Regions from separate parts of the Ovis aries genome. Here region 2 is linked to region 1. A link is a contact called in public Hi-C data. All regions are on one chromosome and are shown on one strand. The core of a region is the stretch at or near the end of the contact, and the rest is flanking DNA. Distances in the headings are between cores, read along the strand shown. Region 1 overlaps GPR65 (G protein-coupled receptor 65). Region 2 has its middle 140 kb from the start of GPR65.

Region 1 (7,053 bases), core at 1,419-3,918:
AGTTAATCTATCTGTTCAGTTCAGTTCAGTCGCTCAGTTGTGTCCGACTCTTTGCGACCCCATGAATCGCAGCACACCAGGCCTCCCTGTCCATCACCAACTCCTGGAGTCCACTCAGACTCACGTCCATCGAGTCAGTGATGCCATCCAGCCATCTCATCCTCTGTTGTCCCCTTCTCCTCCTGTGCCCAATCCCTCCCAGCATCAGAGTCTTTTCCAAGGAGTCAACTGTTTGCATGAGGTGGCCAAAGTACTGGAGCTTCAGCTTTAGCATCATTCTTTCCAAAGAAATCCCAGGGCTGATCTCCTTCAGAATGGACTGGTTGGATCTCCTTGCAGTCCAAGGGACTGTCAAGAGTCTTCTCCAACACCACAGTTCAAAAGCATCAATTCTTCAGCTCTCAGCTTTCTTCACAGTCCAACTCTCACATCCATGCATGACCACAGGAAAAACCATAGCCTTGACTAGACGGATCTTAGTCGGCAAAATAATGTCTCTGCTTTTGAATATACTATCTAGGTTGGTCATAACTTTTCTTCCAAGGATAGGAAATGTCAATAGTCTTGGAGCCAAGACCCAAAATTTCGCAGTAATTTTGAAAAGGATTCTTTTAGGAGGATGTTTACAAGTTCAATTACATTTCCAAGAAGGATCGATGAAATTCTGGGAACCAAAGTTAATATTTTTCATAGCATCGGCAAGTCTAGTCACTGCAGAGTGAGGTTTCTTGATTATATTTGATTTTGCAATTAATTGAGCACACATTTCATAGATAATGACGTTTATAATTTATTCTAAAGCTTGCCCTGAGTGACGGCATGGAGGCTTCTCCAGCCTATTCTTTTATTGACTTGCTTTTTGAACACCTAATTGTAACATTATGCGAGGAATCATGATCTATTTTTAAATGTGTAAAAATCTGCTGTGCTTCATAAACAGCTTATGAAAATTGTAGGCAGAGGAAAAGTAAATTATAGGCCATAATATGTTTAATGATATGCAAATACTGTTAAACTAGAACATGATTGTATTACTATTCTTTGGGGAAGAACAGACTTAAACAATTCAAAATAGCAGATGTAAGTTTTTAGTGCTGAGATCTAACAATAATAAATTAGAAATGGAAAGTCACACATATACTGAATTACATCTTGACTTTCATAGATTTTCATTTCATCACCAAAGACAAAACTGCAAGCGGCTCCCAGCTCCTATTTTGTGTTTCTCTTCACGTGAAAGGTGGCCAGGATTTTCTTCAGTGGGTAAGATAACTAAATTAGAACAACTCATCAATGTTACTGCCACAATCATGCAGAAATTATGCAATTCAGTCTGTGTTCTCTCACGTGTAAACTGACCAATTTAACCAGCTTGGAAAAAAAAAAAAACAAAAAACCCCAAACTAGAATCACATAGGGAATTTGGTCTGGTCTTTGTTGTTAAATTGTGACCGACTTTTTGTGACCCCAGGGACATTAGTCCTCCAGGCTCCACTGTCCATGGAGTTTTCCAGGCAAGAATACTGGAGTGGGTTGCCATTTCCTTTTCCAGGGAATCTTCCTGACCCAGGGATCGAACCCAGGTCTTTGTAGGAGGTCTGTTTACCAACTAAGCCACCACGGACACCCAAACTAAGTAAAACTATCTAATAGTTACCGAGCTCTCTAGAAAGCAAAGAAATAAAGAATACAAACTGAATTTCAGCACTTGCCCCCACTCACTTCCAATTCATAGGGAATCTTGCTTGTTTCTTGGTTGTAAAAATATGCTAAGCTCCTCTCAGCTTTTGGGGAGTGGCAGCTGTGAGCTACGAGGTCCTGAATAGAACACGATCACCACCTGCTGGCTACAGACAGGGATGCTATGTGAATTTTCTTGGCCAGCAACAAGTGATGTCAGAAAAGGATCTTGGAAAAAGAAGAGGAATCTTAACTTCCACATCACTTTTCCTTCACCTGCGCTTGACCCTGTGTTGCCTTTGTCAGCTTATTCCTGCACAAAGGGGCGTTCACCTAGTGCAACTGAAAAACAACCTGTCGCTCCATCAGTACCGGCATGAAATGCCAAAGAATAAAAGAAAAAAAAATTAACTTGAATCAGGTATTTACACTGTGAATGGAGAATAAAACTGGACACCCCTGCTTTCTTTTAAACTGACCTTCTATTATTTCCCCCCAAAGGTTGCCTGCTCAGGACATGGCAAATAAAATCTCCCAGTCAGAACTGGATATTTTCAGAATAGCAGAGCAATGGAAACAACGCGAATATGCGTTTGCTTACCATGGCCTCCTTGGCAGCCACTTTGGGTTGAAGGAAAAAGATGGGAGGAGGGAAGAGGAGGGAAGACTCTTCGCGATGTCTCCCCACTGCTGATTCAGTAAACAAGGAAGTAAAACACCCACATGCGCGTTATTTCAGGAGGCAAAGAGGCCGCATGTGTTCTCCTTGTTGTGGTTGCTGTCCAGTCGCTAAGCTGTGTCTGACTCTTTGTGATCCCACGGATTGCAGCACGCTAGACCTCTTCCAAAACAGTATAAAAATAGAGGGAAAGGTCCCAGGGAATTTTTGCCCATTTGTTTTTGCGAGGTGATGTGGGTTGCTTGTGTGTGTCTATGAATATGTATTATTTATGTGCTGTTGTGTCCATTGTGGGAACAGACTTCTGATTCACGGCAGGGTCACCTGATGAACTAGACAAAGAGGCCTCTTATCACAAAGACCTTCCTGGGTCAGGGTGTTATAATAGCTGCTGTGTTTCCATAGCAACCTGTGGATGGGTTTCACCAGAAAAGAGCAGAAGCCCCATGCATGAATGACCGATGACAGCGATAACTGGGAAAACAGAAGCCCAGGATAAGAGAAACATGTTGTAAAATGAAATGCCTACATGCTGCGTATTACAAATTCCATTTTAAAATAGGTACTTTCTAATTAAAAGTGGATAAAGTCAAGAGAAGTAATTGGCAAATGATTGCCTATTTGATCATGACACGAGAGACTAGAAATATGGTATCTTGGGGAGAAGGTCTTGCTTAAATTGGGAAAAGGGAATAAATCAGGTTGGAAAGGGAGATTTTCTCAGGATGCTCCTGGGGAGGTGACGGTATGTAATTTGAACAAAATGGGGTGGTTATTTTTTTATGTCTTTTAACTTGTTCTTCACCTGTGGTGGCTTAGATGGTAAAGCATCTACCTGTAATGCAGGGGATCCAGGTTCGATCCTGGGTCAAGAAGATCCCCTGGAGAAGGGAATGGCTACCCACTCCAGTATAGGAGGAGCCTGGCGGGCTACAGTCCGTGGGGTCACAAAGAGTCAGCCACGATTGAGCGACTAGCACTCAGACATCACCTGTGAAGCTTCCCCCAGACGAGGTAGGGAAAAAATGGAGATTTAAAAAACCTGTTCTCAGTCTCTTTACTAGCCTATCCTAGATGTCTAATTGAGTTCATTCAAATAAAAAAAAATTTTTTTTAAAGGAAACAAAAATAAAAAGTTTAAGCCAAGTAAAACTGGACTCTGCCTCTCTGTTACGGTGATGACCATAGCTGTAAATTCCTGGAAGCAGGCTCTGTTGAGAGTGTGGAACCAACAGCAAAGCTCCTTCGGTTATCATAATGCACTTGTTGAAACATCTAGAGGAAGTAACCACAGCCACGGGACCCAGCCCTTACCAGCTCACGTTGCTATATTCCTACCCCTAGGGTCCCTCCAGGGACTATCAGTCACTTGATTCAGGTCAGTTCAGTTCAGTTGCTCAGTCGTGTCCGATTCTTGCAACCTGTGGACTGCAGCACTCCAGGCTTCCCTGTCCATCACCAACTGCTGACGCTTGCTTGAACTCATCAAGTTTGTGATGCCATCCAACCATCTCATCCTCTGTCGTCCCCTTCTCCTCCTGCTTTCAATCTTTCCCAGCACAGAATCTTTTCCATTGAGTCAGTTCTTCACATCCAGTGGCCAAAATATTGGAGTTTCAGCTTCAGCATCAGTCCTGCCAATGAATGTTCAGGACTGATTCCCTTTAGGATGGACTGGTTGGATCTCCTTGCAGTCCAAGGGACTCTCAAGAGTCTTCTCCAACACCACAGTTGGAAAGCATCAATTCTTTGGTGCTCAGCTTTCTTTAAGGTCAAACCCTCACATCCATACATGACTACTGGAAAAACCATAGTCTTGACTAGATGGACCTTTGTTGACAAAGTAATATCTCTGCTTTCTAATACGCTGTCTAGGTTGATCATAGCTTTTCTTCCAAGGAGCAAGCATCTTTTAATTTCATGGCTGCAGACACCATCTGAAGTGATTTTGGAGCCCAAGAAAGTAAAGTCTATCACTTTCCATTGTTGGGTATTCCATCACTTGGGTAGATATCCGCTAATCCTGATGAAGATGGGAATGAAAGTGAAAGTGAAAGTCGCTCAGTCGTGTCCGACTCTTTGCAACCCCAGGGACTATACAATCCATGGAATTCTCCAGGCCAGAATACTGGAGTGGGTAGCCTTTCCTTTCTCCAGGGGACCTTCCCAACCTAGAGATTGAACCCAGAGCTCCCGCAGGGCAGGTGGATTCTTTACCAGCTGAACCACAAGATACCTAGAGGACTTTGCCCTAAGTCATATGAGCATCTTCCTAACATGTGTTCTCCATGGTTGGCCCCGATCAAAGGTTTTGACAGCCTGATTTACTTTGGAACTTATCTCATAACATGTTAAATTAGTGATTTTGTTGTTAATCATGAAGTAGAACATTCTAAGGGGGCCACAAATTTTTATTTGCCATGTCTTTTGATATAACCAATTGAGGTCAATTTCTAATCAGTTCTCTTTAACAGATCAGCTTAATTACTATCTGTATGATTTATTTCCAAAGGTATTGATTCATGAAATACCTCTTGTTTTCTCCTTATTCTGGTCTAAATCCAATGACTATCCTGAACTACTCTCCATGTGTATACGCCTTTTGCATCCCTAAAGAAAGATATGGTAGATATAGAGGGAGGGGATATACGTATATCCGATTCACATTGTTCTTCAGCAGGAACTAACACCACATTGTAAAGCAATTATCCTCTAATTAAAAAATGCTATGATAAGCCATAATGAAAAAGGATATTTGAAAAATAGTGTGTATATATTTACAAGTATAACAGAATCACTTTGCTGTACAATAGGAATTCATAACATTGCAAACCAACTATACTTCAATAAAAATAACAAGAAAAGGAAATGGTATGTTTTTTTAAAAAACACAAAGGAGGAAAAGCAACTGAAGTGAATTTGGGATTCTAGGGCGTTAAGACAGGACTCTGGATAGCAAGGAGATCAAACCAATCAATCCTAAGGGAAATCAAGCCTGAATATTCATTGGAAGGACTTATGCTGAAGCTGAAGCTACAATACTTTGGCCGTTTGATGTGAAGAGTCAACTCATTGGAAAAGACCCTGATGCTGGGAAAGATTGAATGCAGGGGGAGAAGGGGATGACAGAGGATGAGATGGTTGGATGGCATCACCGACTCAATGGACATGAGTTTGAGCAAGCTCCGGAGGACAGTGAAGGACAGGGAAGCCTGGAATGCTGCAATCCATGGGGTCACAGAGTCTGACATGATTTAGCAACTGAATTACAGCTGCTTCCAAGGAACTATGTGATCTTGGACAAGAATCTATGTTGAGTTTCCAAACGTGGGCAAGATTTCCCTGATCTTTTACTTTAACACATATTCAATGCACCGGCTGCTAGTAATTTATCAACAATGAATGAAGCAGCCCAAAGTCTTTTAGTTACTCTTCATTTCACTGACATATCTTTGACCTGTAAGCATACATAAATGTACCTCAGGGTGGCCAGAAACAATCTGCTAATTTTCCAGAAACTTTCTGATCAGAAAAGTGCAAAGATCAGAGAAAGCACCTGGGGCCTCAAAGCAAGGTGGTTTTCTCTTGTGCACCCAAATGGTCATGGACAGCTTTAACAGAAGATGGAGTCAGTTTGGGCACTAACTGGTTTTTTTCAGTGTATATCTAGAAGTTAATTATTAGTCTTTTTTGTTATTGGATTTTTTTTTTTTCCTAATGTGACGACACAAATGATACCAAGATATTTGCTAGCTGATCAATTTTGGGTACTAGAAGAAACAGATAAGACAAAGAAGGAAGAGGGAAGAACAGGATTAGAAAATGTTTAAAATTCTTAAAAAACGCTTCAGTTAAGAAGAAATTTTGAAAGAGCCAAACTTTTTTAAAATGATGATTTTTAAAGGTAAAAAGTTCTCTGAGCAGCTGAAGGAAATTTTACAAAGCTCATGTCCTTCATATCGCAGATGAGGCCTTCAGACTCTCACTCAGAGACAATTTACTTTTATAAAGAGCTCTTACAAGCTGGTGACTTAGTGACTGTATAAGGTTCAAAAAGCTTATTAGATCATTTCTCTTGTAACCTCACTACTTAGCACAAAGCCTGGTACATAGAGTGGGCTCAATAAATATTCGTTAACTAAGGAGACAGATAGGAGCAGTGTTTAGTAGTTGTTGTTGGAGGCAGGTCCATATGATTGGGAGGAGTGATGGTCTGAAATCCATAGGAGTGGGAAAGTCACCATGACCGTACACCACGGTTACCACTTTGAAAACTCACAGTCCAGTACCGCCTATAACTGCCATGGACAGTAATGACCCCAAGTCATTAGGAAAACATTCAGTTTTATTTAATTCTCATTTAATAAAAGTCAGGGAGCTATACAACCTTTAAAAAAATATTTCCATTAGGATTAACATTGTCCCTCAATGGGAACACACGTTTAGGTTTCCTTTGCAAAATATAATCTCGATGGCATAATATCACGTATCTTTAAAAAACATATACCTTGGTTCTTTCTATTCCAGCATGTCTAATTCTATAGTATCTCTGGCAGATACAGAAAGTACGCTTTTTCTTTGTCTTTTTGGTTTATTAAGCCTCCCAGTAAAGAACTTTAATATATTCCACATATCTGATCTTCCTGTCTCAGTTATGAAGCAGTACAGGATTGGATCAGCAACACAGTTTAAAC
Region 2 (6,392 bases), core at 3,653-6,152, 130 kb before region 1:
GGGAGCAGTGGCATTTTGGTAACTGTCTTTCTCTGTGACTCTGACTTTCACTTTCCTTTTCGTAGGTTAGACCTTGAAAGAATCTGGGGGAGGAGAAGAACCAGACTTTTCTTGGACGGGGCCAGGACAAGGGCCATACAGGCCTTTGGAGACACCCTTCCCCACCTGCCACCCTTGGTCCCCTTTCTGGGGGAGGAGTGGTAGGGGGCTGAGACAGCAGGTCTGAATCACGCCCCAATCCCAGTTTTCCCAAACTGCACTCAAAGATTGAGACCTGCCAGTACAGGGAATGTTGAGGTCACGTATTCCAACTGTGCAGAGCCCACGTCCCCTCTGCAGTCACCCTGACAGATGGCCCCTGTGGCTGCTATTTGCCCACTTCCAGCACGATTGGGGACGAGTCCAGGCTTTCCTTGGTTCACTCAAAAGTAGAAAGCGCTGTCTCCTGGCCATGCACTTTGGGTCCCTGGAAATAGATTTCAGGGAGGGCTCTGCCTTCCAGAGCCTCCCGCTGACCCAGGCCACCTGTGGGGTTTGATGCTTTCTGGTTATGTCACTGGTGCCAGACTTCCAGCCGTGTATGCTGCTTGGCATCTGGGAGCTGGCATGCCGTTAAAGTGACAAAGGGGAATAAGGGAGAAACGAGAGAGGGCACGAGGAGGAAAGGGGCAAAAATGACGCGCCTGCCGGGAGTACGGTGGGAGGGCCTGACAAGCAGAGTGGCTTCAGACTTAGTTTTTCAACCTCCTCAAGGACATTTGGGTCTCAAGTGCAGGGAGAAGGTGATCGTTGGTTCATTCACCCCTTCACCCAACAAACATTGATTGAATGCCTACTGTGTGCCTGGCTTGGGGCTCTAAGGTGGAGATCCAGTGACAGAGGGGAGACAGTGTTTCTGCACAAAAGACCTCAACGTCTAGGGTGGGTGAAACCCATGAGGCCAATAAACGTCATAGAAAGTGGCCAGTGCCATGAAAGAGTCATACCCAGAGGAAGGGGTCCCACCACCGCCACCTGGCAGCGGGGTCACAGCACGGTCCAGGAAGAGGCCTGTGGAGCAGTTGGTTTGGGGGTGGGGACAGGTGAGTGTTCAGGGCAGAGCAGAACCATGAGCCAAAGCACAGAGATGGGCAGGTCATGGGGTGGGTGGGGGTGGGGATCAAGGGTGATGCGCACTGTCCTAGAATGGAAAGACTGCATGAGGGCGGGAGGGGGCCAGACCCAGAAAGACCTCAAATACCATGTTGAGGAACTTGGACTTTATCCTCCAGGCTTTGAGGGTGTGTGAGCAAGAGCCAGGCCTAAGAGAAGGGCCCAGCGGAAGTGTGGTCTAGGAACACAAACCCAGAAACACGAGAAGGAACGGTTCTGTGCAGTGACAGGAAGCTTCCAGCCCTTTGAAGTCAAGAAAAGCAGGAGCTCACACATTGGACAGTCTGGCTAAAGGGACTTCTTCACCCAGCTAGAAAGCAGCAGCACTGAAACCCGAATCCCGTCGTTTAGAAATGTGATCCACTGGCTTCCTTCTCAGAAGCGAATTCAGCAAAAATATGAGACTTTTAGCTGCGAACTCAAGACAGGGATGCTTCGAATCTCAGTGTTTGTTTCATCTGCATTCGTATTTCGCCCTTCCTTCCCTCTGTCCTTTCCCACCTTTCCTCCTTCCTTCCTCCCTTGTCCTCTCTCCTTCCCTCTTTCCTTCTGTACTGATTGACTGATCTTCAGGAATGCAGGCAAAAACTCACATGAAGTCTCCCCTCCTGTGGCCTGCAGGTTAAGGCACAGAAGAATTTCCCTAAATCGTTCAGCCTTAGGAAGCGCCAGCCAGGCTCAGCTCCTTCGTCAGTAAGAATAGAAGGGAGTGGAATGAAGAATGGGAATATGCCTGATGCTGGGAGCTAGCCCTTCTCTAAGTTACAGGGTGTGGAGGGCTCCAGTGCGGGGACAAGGTGGAACAGAGTTCTGCAGCGAAGCCCATCAATCAAATGGGTCATCAAGAGGTGGTTTCTGTGCCTTGACTCTTCCCACGAGATAGTATCTGCTGCCATCAATGGGCACAGTGTTCTTCCTTGGAGAAAACAGGAAAAGTAGTTCAGTCAGTAGTCCGGGGAGTTCCTCAAGCTGGAACTTGAGGTTACTTCCCAGGGTCAAGTGAGGTGATGTCCCAAGGCCAGGCTTTTGCTTCTGCCTCGTTCTGTCCTTCAAAATGCAGTTTTATCCTTCTCTTATTTTGCTAGGCCCAGCCATGGGGGTGTCAGAGGGACCTGCCTGAAATGAGAGGTCTGAAAAAGGCAGGGTCCCAGAATGTCAGAGCTGGAAGGGGCCTTGTAAATGAGCTTCACATTTATTCAACATAGTTTTTGGGGAACACCTGTTTCCCTGTTTGCCAGGCTCTGTGCTCACTTCTGGGCCTGGCCCTCAGGGGAACAAAGAGTAGGAGCCCCTGTCTCTGTACCCCTTCCTCGTCCTCAGGCTTTCCTGTCTTGGCCACTGGAGCAGTTTTGGACCTCTTCTCCACTGAGCTGAGCCCACTGAATTTTTCAGAGATTCCACCAAATTTTCTGGGTCTTGCAGCTGTCCACTTGAGCCTGGTCCTGCTGCTCATTTTCAGTTCTTGTTTCACTTGGGTCTGTATGTAGGCTTCTCAGCTGTCTTACCTTCTCTCCCACCTCCCCCCTTCCTCTCTTTCCTTCCATTCTTCCATAGTCATTGGCGTCTCAGGATGTCCCAGGTTTGGGCTGATGCTCTGAGATAAATTAAGTGGCTTATAATCAGGTGGGAGAGGAACAAGAGTCATGAGTTCACTTGGAATATAAGAGCAGGCACAGTCTGAACCCCTTCCCGCAAAGGCCCTCTCCGAGACTGGAGGGTTGCTGTGGAACCTTCGCCAAGGTTCTGTTCAGTTAAACTGCTCTGGGGGCTGCTCCTGTCCACACCTGGAGTTCTTCAGAGACCCAGCACAGTCTTCTCTCTGTGCTTGTCGACTGCACCTTGAATCTCAAGGTTAAGATCCAATTTCTTCAACTTCCACCAGTTTTTCCCCTTCTCCACATGATTTTTAATGGGGTCTGCTCCATTCTTCAGTATGATTTTCACGATGACTTGGGGGCCAAAGATTTTCCAGGGGAACAGGTAGCCTGCTCTATAATACAAGCTTGAGACGAAAGCTCTTTTGAAGAGCTGGCACAAATGTGGGTGAATCTCTAGGCAAATTCTGGTCGAACAGGGCCTGGAGAGGTAGTGCTAGGACCATGGTTCTGGCTCTGTAGATCACCAAGATTTTGAGTCTAGTTGGATGCATCTATTAGACAATGAGAAAAACTAGGACATCAGCACAGTGCCCTTTAGTTAAGTAATATTTGAAAGACTCTTGCACTGCAGAGATGTTTCTTAACTAGCTAACTGAAGCTAAATTTAGAAGTCAAACAAGTATTTGGACTAATGTTGGGATTTTGATACCATTGATCAAGATCATTTTCCCTGTTTCACTCTGATAAAGAGAGTGCTGGCTTTTAAAGTTCCCTGGGGGGATGATAACCTTGCAAGACAGGTGGTTTTCAGTGGTCATGCCTTCAGCCCACCTTCAATAGGCAAATATGCATACGTGCACGTCACATGCCCCCACCAACCATCCAGTGTAGTTTTTGCTGATGTACACAATATTCCCAAAGCTAAGAAAAAGGGAAGGATCATTGTCTTGGCTGATAGGAAATCCTAATAAAGTTAGAAAAAAAAATCCAAGGAGATACATGGATTGCTTATCCATCTTCCCCTTCCACCTTCCCACCAGAGCCCAATCAAATTATAGAAATGGTTAATATTTTTTAAAAAGTCAATGAGGGTGAAAGGCAGCAACTAAGCCTCAGGAAAATGTATCCAAGCTCCCAGGGAATATCTGTTGAGTGTTTGAATCCCCAGGGTGCCAAGATCTAAACAAAGCCTACAAAATTCCTCATCACCATAGGTGATGGGGGGGGAAAGATGAGATCGGAGGACGAAAGGCAGTTAAAAGTCAGCAGATAAGGCACAAAGCATTGACTCAATATAAGTAGACCACAAATCAGGTTTAACACATTTAAAAAAGCATCAGCTGGAAGGGAAATCTGTTGAGCCTGATGACTATAGCATTTTATGGAGAAAGGGAGATGGGGTGATGGGAAGACAGGGAAATAGTCTACTAGGTTTTTGAGTTTATTCAATTTTGTGACATCTTTTTCTTTATATTCATATTCAGAAACTTGTCAAACTTCGCAATTTTCTTTCTCTCTGGGATCCTTGTTTTGTTTCTCTCATGCCTGAGGGACAGTGACTTTGGAGACACCTGGTTTGAATTTAAGTCTTGACTTTGGCACTTACTAGCTTTGTGACCTTGGGCAAATTAATGAACCTTGTTTTGCGTTCAGTTTTTCTTCTAATAAAACTGGAATGATATTCCTAATCTCATAAGATTGTTACGAGTGTGAACTGAGCCAAATGCTTGCTCCTTGTTGGCACCTACAGGTGGCGCTCAATAAATACGAAGCTCTCCTCAGAGGAACAAGTGCTATTTCTAAAGCTAAGCTCTCCACTGGCACCCTCAACAATCACCTTCTTTCCTGATTTTGTGGAGACCTTCCTTTTGTCTTTTGCATCTACAAACTTTCTCACTGTGTGAAACCCTTTCTTTTATGGAGGATTTAGTGGGTCTCTCTTTGTACTTGGAAGTTGTGGGAAAGGAACACTCAGTCAGGAAATGAGGTACCTGTGGGTTCTTTGGAAAACTGGGACCAGGAGGCAGTGAGGAAAGGACTTGGTGACTCTGGGTCCACTTGTCCAGGCAGGGGATAAGGCCACGAGGACGGGTAAGAGCCCTCTCAGTACTAAGCACATGGAGTGAAAAGCCTTGGGGCTTGCCGAAGGAGGAAGGGAAACCAACAGCCCAGGGGTCAAGCCGGGGTCAGGGGAGAGAAGCAGAAGGGGTGTGGGGATCCCAGAAGCCAGGGCCTGGGCTGGGGCAGGGCAAGAGAGACAGCGGCAGGACGTTCACACATCACAGGGCCTGCACGATGTCCACTGAGCCTTGTTGTGTATTTAAGAGGAGCCTAAAACTTCGGCTAGACCCTTTCCAACGGTGCAGCGGTGGGAGGCGCGACTGCAGAGCTAGAGGAGATCAAGCATGAAGGGAAAAGCATGGTGGATTTATTTGACGAGCTTGGCAGGGAAGACAGAACCAGCTGTAAGAGAAAAGACTGCTTCTGGTGGGCTGGGGGCATAGAGCGGTACCCAAGGAACCCTACGACAGAGGTTGAGAAGGCAGGGGAGTGGGGAAGCCCAGGGGAGGATCTGGGCCAGGGAGAGAGGGGCGGGGATGTGTGTGCAGGGCATTGATGGTGGGAAGGCCCCTGATGGAAGAACAGAGAAGGTTCTCTGAGGGAGAAGGAGTGGGTGGTATGTGGGGGTTTGTAGACTTGGATGCATTCACAGGCAGCGAGGAGCTTGCCTGGTTCTTTGGGAGGGCTTTGTCTTCCTAGGGTAAGTAGGAGGTGCGCCCATCTGTGGAACGCAGGGAGTTGGGTGTGAGAGGGGACCTTGGTGAGGGAGTGGTGAAGGCTGGGAACAGCCGCGGTAGAGGGTAGGGCAGGGCCTGAGTGTGACTCTGTCAAGCAGTGCTCAGCAGCACAGAGGTAGGAGGCACCCCAGTGGCGGAGGAGAATGTTTGGACCGATCCAAGGTTGGGAATAGGGCAAGGTGGGGTTGAGGGGCGAGGACGCAAGGGCGTCTGAAGGGGACGGGAGAGGCTTTTCCCTGTGTGCGTCTTCACGGTGGGTTCTTCCAGAACTGGAAGAGAAGCTATGAAGAGGGACTGGCTGGGAGGAGGCAGGGAGAGAAGGCGCAGGCAGGGAGCCGCCCTATCCATGAGGCTGAAGAGCTGGTATCAGCCCCCCACCCCCAACCCGCCTCCCCGCCCCAGCTCCCCCAAATCCCTTTTGACAGTGGAGGTAAGGGGCACGTGTCGAACAGTCAGACACGCATTCTTCCCCTGACTTTTAGGGTTCTGAGTCCCTTTGTCTTTCTTCTCTTCCTTTTACGACGTTGAGTAGATTTTTTTTTAAAAGATCACCCTAACAATTACAAGGAGTTTTAGGGACCATACATAGCTGACAGTTCTCCCCTCTACCTTAAATCTTGGCTTCTTGCCCAAGTGGGCAGGTCCAAGTTTTGGTTTTGCTGATGGTAACTGGGGCAATGGAAAGGGTTGGCTTCAAGTAGAAGCAGGGAGCCAGAGGTCCGTCCCTCATCCACCATGGGGACCTGTTGCTTGCCCCCCACCTCCCTTCCCCAGGACTGTGGTTCATAGCTGGATCCTCAGTTTCTGCACCTCTTTCAGGAATCTTCTGTTCTCTATGAGCAGT

The links. A called contact is a pair of places that touch in the nucleus more often than the background predicts.
Region 2: a contact with region 1 is called in a Hi-C map of liver, with 7 times the contacts expected there. The contact joins two enhancer-like sites. A contact is called at or near these places in 5 of 16 Hi-C or Micro-C datasets (hypothalamus, liver, muscle and 2 more).

Annotation. Positions count from the first base shown.
Region 1 is chr7:97,821,761-97,828,813 of ARS-UI_Ramb_v3.0, reverse strand. It overlaps GPR65 (G protein-coupled receptor 65), which reads right to left. Exons shown (of 2, transcript XM_004010830.5): 2 at 6,687-7,053. The coding sequence ends at 6,878. Among named protein-coding and RNA genes, the nearest start is that of GPR65, 12 kb to the right of the region's middle. Within about 2 kb of position 2,668, at least 7 of the 54 cell types and tissues checked have an H3K27ac peak or open chromatin away from gene starts, as enhancers often do. A contact at or near this core is called in liver, where this site is marked.
Region 2 is chr7:97,954,586-97,960,977 of ARS-UI_Ramb_v3.0, reverse strand. No RefSeq gene overlaps it. Among named protein-coding and RNA genes, the nearest start is that of GPR65, 140 kb to the right of the region's middle. Within about 2 kb of position 4,902, at least 2 of the 54 cell types and tissues checked have an H3K27ac peak or open chromatin away from gene starts, as enhancers often do. A contact at or near this core is called in liver, where this site is marked.